Linked DNA regions of Mus musculus: region 2 is linked to region 1. Evidence: chromatin contacts called from public Hi-C data. All regions are on one chromosome and are shown on one strand. The core of a region is the stretch at or near the end of the contact, and the rest is flanking DNA. Distances in the headings are between cores, read along the strand shown.

Region 1 (2,869 bases), core at 124-2,623:
GCTGGGAAGAACCCAGATATCCCTCAACAGAGGAATGGATACAGAAAATGTGGTACATTTACACAATGGAGTACTACTCAGCTATTAAAAAGAATGAATTTATGAAATTCCTAGGCAAATGGATGGACCTGGAGGGCATCATCCTGAGTGAGGTAACCCAATCACAAAAGAACTCAAATGATATGTACTCACTGATAAGTGGATATTAGCCCAGAAACTTAGAATACCCAAGATACAATTTGCAAAACACATGAAACTCAAGAATAATGAAGACCAAAGTGTGGACACTGTGCCCCTTCTTAGAATTGGGAACAAAACACCCATGGAAGGAATTTCAGAGACAAAGTTTGGAGCTGAAATGAAAGGACGGACCATCCAGAGACTGTCACACCCGGGGATCCATCCCATAATCAGCCACCAAACGCAGACACCATTGCATATGCCAGCAAGATTTTGCTGAAAGGACCTTGATAGAGCTGTCTCTTGTGAGGCTATGCCAGTGCCTGGCAAACACAGAAGTGGATGCTCACAGTCATCTATAAGATAGAACACAGGGCCCCCAGTGGAGGAGCTAGAGAAAGTACCCAAGGAGCTAAAGGGGTCTGCAACCCTATAGGTGGAACAACATTATGAACTAACCAGTACCCCCCAGAGCTTGTGTCTCTAGCTGCATATGTATCAAAAGATGGCCTAGTCGGCCCTCATTAGGAAGAGAGACCCCTTGGTCTTGCAAACTTTATATGCCCCAGTTCAGAGGAACACCAGGGCCAAGAAGTGGGAGTGGGTGGGTAGGGGAGCAGTGGAGGGGGGATTATGGGGAACTTTCGGGATAGCATTTGAAATGTAAATGAAGAAAATACCTAATAAAAAAATTGGAAAAAAAAAGGATACTTTTTGGTGTCTTTTTGTTGCCCGGTTTTAAAAATTATGTCCCTGACACATGGAAGCTCTAGGACAATGGCTTTCAAATCAGAGTAAGGCTTACTATAGGGTAGATATGTATGGCTATTTATTAAATTGTGAACATCTTCCTAGACTATAACAGAGTTCACATCCTTTATCAGCTAATTCTCACACACTTACTCTGAAAAAGAGAGACAACTTACTTTGGCTGACAGGACAAAAGTGAGCCCTCTATTGCTGCTGCTGCTGCTGCTGCTGGTCAGTGTTATGAGAATTACCCAACTGCATCACATATGTTGCTAAGGAGATGTTTGTTATTTTAGTCATGATCCAAGAGCGCCTCTTAGGGAGGCAGCTGTCTCTGTTTAGGAAATTATCCAACAGATTGCTTTCTGGTAACATGATGGGATTACAAAGACATACTGTATAAGAAGACAGTAAAGCACAGAAGTACTTGAATAGGTCAAGGGGAAATGGGACTTCGCGAGTAAGCAGGGATTTAGAGTGACAGGAAGGCTTCTGTGAACAGGCTTCTCTAGTGCCACAGTCAGGCAGTGTTTAGCTTTAGGATGTAACTCTGTTTAAGTTATTGTCACAAAAGGTAGGAAATATCTGTCACCTCAAAATGATATGCATAGCTGACACTTCGGTTGAAATCAACTGTAAGGAGTAGTACTGGAAATCTCCATCATTCAGGTAGGACAGGATTGCAATAGAAAGTGCAGAAAGAATGAAAAGGAATAGGTGTGTGTCCACATAGACAATCTGCATGTATGCTTTTGTTGTTGAAAGTCTCAAAGGACTAAGCGGCCGTGGTGAACATACAACTTACACTTACATTTCTTACTAGACACTGACTAGGCATGAAGCAATTTGACTGCAGACTGTGAATTTTATTCTGCTGTCCCCTGTGCCCAGCCTTCAGATTTCCTCATTGCTCACTTAAATTTCAACTTCCAGCTTCATACTCAGCAACTTTTGAGCTGTTGTTCAAATGTTTATCATTTGCAGGGAAATTTTTCATTTGCCGCATATCTAAAGTTTTAGGCCACTCTTTTGACCATGTTTATACAAATACAGTATGTTTTTTATTAGTAACTATGAAAGACGTTCACATGTGCCATTTCTAATCAAGTCTGATTCTTTTGGTATTCTGTGTCACGGAGGTTAACGTCAGTACTGTTTCTTCTTTTCAATCAAGAATTCAGACCTCTACTTTATGCCAAAAGTATTCCGAAATTCTACCCCATTTATGCTTTCTTGTAAGTAGTATTAATTTTAGAAAAACAGTAGCAATTAAAATCTACTGCCTAAGCCAAGTGTTTTATGAAGGTGCATTGTATGATCAAAATTTAATTTTATGCTCGGCGACTCATATAATCATGAATCTGGATTTGCTGAGATGAACTTTGAGAATCAGTTACCTCTATATTTCATAGCAGGTAAAATAGCTTTAATATCACTGTAAATAATATAAAATTGGAACATACTTCTGCACTCAATATGAGCAGAAGTTTTCTTTTCAAGGAGTGAAAAAATTAAAATGTATTTCTGAAAAGCACAGAATTCTATGCCATGTGGAAAGCAGTCTAAATAGAGATGGACATTTCATTTTATGGGGAAGTACTGCATTACTGCATTGTTTATGCTTTTCATAGGAAAGAGAAAACTTTTGGTGCCACATGTTTCTGTGCACGTAGATTACAATGTGCCCGCCTGAGTGGGGAATTTACTTCACTGATGCATAGTAGTGCCCCAGGGTTAGCGCTTGGTGATATGTTTTGCCATCTTGGTTTTCATTGGTCTTCATCAGCTTGCCTCTAGCTCTCTGGTTCTGTGATCATTACTTGAAGTGTGGTTGTCTGCCTGTTGTCATAGGTGCTGCTGCAGCCTGCCTGTTTCCTCCTGATTCTGAGGCTTATACCTTATTCCCCATGAATTCCCATCTTTCTTAAGCTTAGGTGAT
Region 2 (2,700 bases), core at 197-2,696, 150 kb before region 1:
AGCTCCACGGGGCACCAGCAGGGGGCGGCGTTGTCACGCAGCTAGATTTGCGTGGGCGACACCCCTGCATCCCATCCCTCAACTCAGGTTGGGCTTCTAGACCAGGGCTCCCTAAATTCAGAGGCTGATTCTCTGAAGTTGTCTAGGGTCATGGGGGTAATGGCTGTTCATCTCAGGGCCTCTCCTCTCTACCCTGACTGCCTCGTTCGGCTCACAGCCTCTACCTGGATCAAGGACTGCAAAGCATTACTTTGAACGGAGGCAGCAGCGGGGCGGCGGAGGAAGTGGACAAGCGAAAGCAGGGAGCTTTCTAGCAAACAGTGCGGTGCCAGAGCGCAGAGATAACCTTTTCCAACCCTTAAGCACTCCACTGGCGACTGAAGCTGGAGGGGGAGAAACTTCTCGTCTTTTAAATTTGCCCTTAATGGCCGGTAAGAAGCCAGAGCCTACTTTGATCATTGACGTTTTATCCGCTTAAGAACTGAGAACCTTAGAGGCTGCGAGGAACGCGCTTCTCCCAAGTCTGAGCCGAAGGACCGCCACCCTGGCGGCCGCTTTTCGTGCACTGCTGGGGTTGCGCTCCGAGACCCCGCGGGTTGGCCGCGAGCCCGCGGAGCTGTGTGATAGGAGACGCGCGCCTGCCCAGCTCGCGGGCAGCAGCTGGACGCGCACTCAGGCTGGCTGGCTGGTACCGGACTCCCCACCCCACCCCCACCCCCCCACCAGCACTTCTCGAGGTTTCGAGAATCGAAACTCAGTTCTCAGCAAACCCTCCCCCTCCCTCACAGAGACTGACGTGCGTGACCAGTTGCCTCTGGAGACCACACTTGGCCCAGGGTCCAGAGTGGAATCGGCGGTCTAGCCACAAACGGACACTGTTGAGGGAACCTCCAGGAGACCCAGTTACGCGGCAATGACGCGCTCCACCCGGCCAGAAGGCTAGGCTTGGGAAGTTTCTATAGTTGCGTGATTTTTAACCCTGATCCGGTTTTGATGGCCATCTATCACATTTGAGGCAAAGTGTCTCCTCTTTAGGGGTGTGTGTGTGCGCGCGCGCGTGTGTGGACGTGCAGAAATGGATAAATCTACACGTAGGAGCCACAGGCATCTGTCTGTGCTCATAGCCAGGGGCTGCGCACCCTGGCCTAGCTCCAGCAGCTCTGAGCTCCGGCGACTGTCCACCCAGCGCTGGGGGCGGTGCTCTATGCAAATGAGAGGGTGTGGCGAGCGCTGCGCGCTGGGGCCCCGGAAGCGCGGAGAAGCCCGGTATAAAAAAAGTACTGAAGACATTTCCCCCCGCACAACTGCTAAAGCTCCAGAGACGCGAGTGTGCGCGGTGGCATCGGCGGCGTCGAGAGCCGCCACCTCCGAGACCACCGCAGCGGGGGCGCGGGCGGGGCGCGGGCAAGGGGCGGGAACGCTCAGGGCGCGGCGGGGGTCGGCGCGGAGAAGTCGCGGGCCGCTGCCGGGAGCGCACTCGCAGCTCCTGCGAAGTGTGTCCGCCTCGCGGTTCCTCGCTCGCCTGCGCTCCTAGAAGGGGCGGCCGCCTCCAGGTGACACAGACGGGACTCTCGCTTGTGCTTTCCAGATGCATCAGAGATACTTTTGGTGCGGGGCTGCTCTGCGGGGCGCGGCGCGCGGCTGGGCATTGGGGTCGGTGAGGGTTGGGGGAGGAGGGCTACTATGGGCGTCACGATCGGGGAGGGGAAGCCCAGGCCCCTCGGCGGGACCCCTGTCCCCTCACCCGCACACCTCTCTGCCGCTCCCCTAAATCCACTCTTTCCTCTTAGGACTGACCAAGGCCAAGTGGCTTTCGGAGGGCACTACATGGCCGAGGGCGAAGGGTACTTTGCCATGGCAGAGGACGAGCTGACCGGCGGCCCTTACATCCCCCTGGGTGGTGACTTCGGCGGCGGCGGCAGCAGCTTCGGCGACCGCTGCTCGGACTATTGCGAAAGCCCCACGGCGCACTGCAATGTGCTGAACTGGGAGCAAGTGCAGCGGTTGGACGGCATTCTGAGCGAGACCATCCCGATCCACGGGCGCGGCAACTTCCCCACGCTCGAGCTGCAGCCAAGCCTGATTGTGAAGGTGGTGAGGAGGCGCCTGGAAGAGAAGGGCATAGGTGTCCGCGACGTGCGCCTCAACGGCTCAGCCGCCAGTCACGTCCTGCACCAGGACAGTGGCCTAGGCTACAAGGACCTGGACCTCATCTTCTGCGCTGACCTGCGTGGGGAAGAGGAGTTTCAGACTGTGAAGGACGTCGTTCTGGATTGCCTGTTAGACTTCTTGCCCGAAGGGGTGAACAAGGAGAAGATCACACCGCTCACTCTCAAGGTAAAGCCACCTGATGGGCTTGGGCAGAGCAGGGGTGGGGAGAAAGCAAGCCCAGCTTGCCTTGACTGCCGTCAGTATGGCCATAGTGAGTTCGTTTATTTATTTTTTTATTATTTTTTTTTCACGAGCGCACTAATGCGCGTGAGTGGTGTGGAGTGTTTTAGTTTCCTGGGAGATCCAGCGCCACAACTCTGTGCTTCCTCCTCTGCGTTTCCTTCTCTTCCTTCTCTCTATGGTTTAACTCTTGACTTTCCTTGCTGGACTCTTGTCCAGAGTATAACGTGATTGGTGGAAGGATGGAATGATGTAAATAATTTTTTTGAGTCATCTTGTAATCTAGACTTTGGGAAAAATAGCAGCCTG

The links. Hi-C and Micro-C count contacts between places; a contact is called where the count stands out from the background.
Region 2: a contact with region 1 is called in a Hi-C map of adipose-derived mesenchymal stem cells, with 4 times the contacts expected there. The contact joins the promoter of Tent5a here to the enhancer-like site in region 1. A contact is called at or near these places in 2 of 39 promoter capture datasets (liver and second pharyngeal arch cranial neural crest), 8 of 484 Hi-C or Micro-C datasets (the G1E-ER4 cell line, adipose-derived mesenchymal stem cells, embryonic fibroblasts and 3 more), 2 of 115 datasets of contacts at active chromatin or transcription factors (bone marrow-derived macrophages and heart atrium) and 2 of 9 other capture datasets (liver and pancreatic islet).

What each region holds. Positions count from the first base shown.
Region 1 is chr9:85,173,000-85,175,868 of GRCm38.p6, reverse strand. No RefSeq gene overlaps it. Among named protein-coding and RNA genes, the nearest start is that of Tent5a, 150 kb to the left of the region's middle. Within about 2 kb of position 1,373, at least 7 of the 459 cell types and tissues checked have an H3K27ac peak or open chromatin away from gene starts, as enhancers often do. A contact at or near this core is called in adipose-derived mesenchymal stem cells and second pharyngeal arch cranial neural crest, where this site is marked.
Region 2 is chr9:85,325,896-85,328,595 of GRCm38.p6, reverse strand. It overlaps Tent5a (terminal nucleotidyltransferase 5A), which reads left to right and starts at 1,446. Exons shown (of 3, transcript NM_001160379.1): 1 at 1,446-1,553; 2 at 1,791-2,337. The coding sequence starts at 1,828.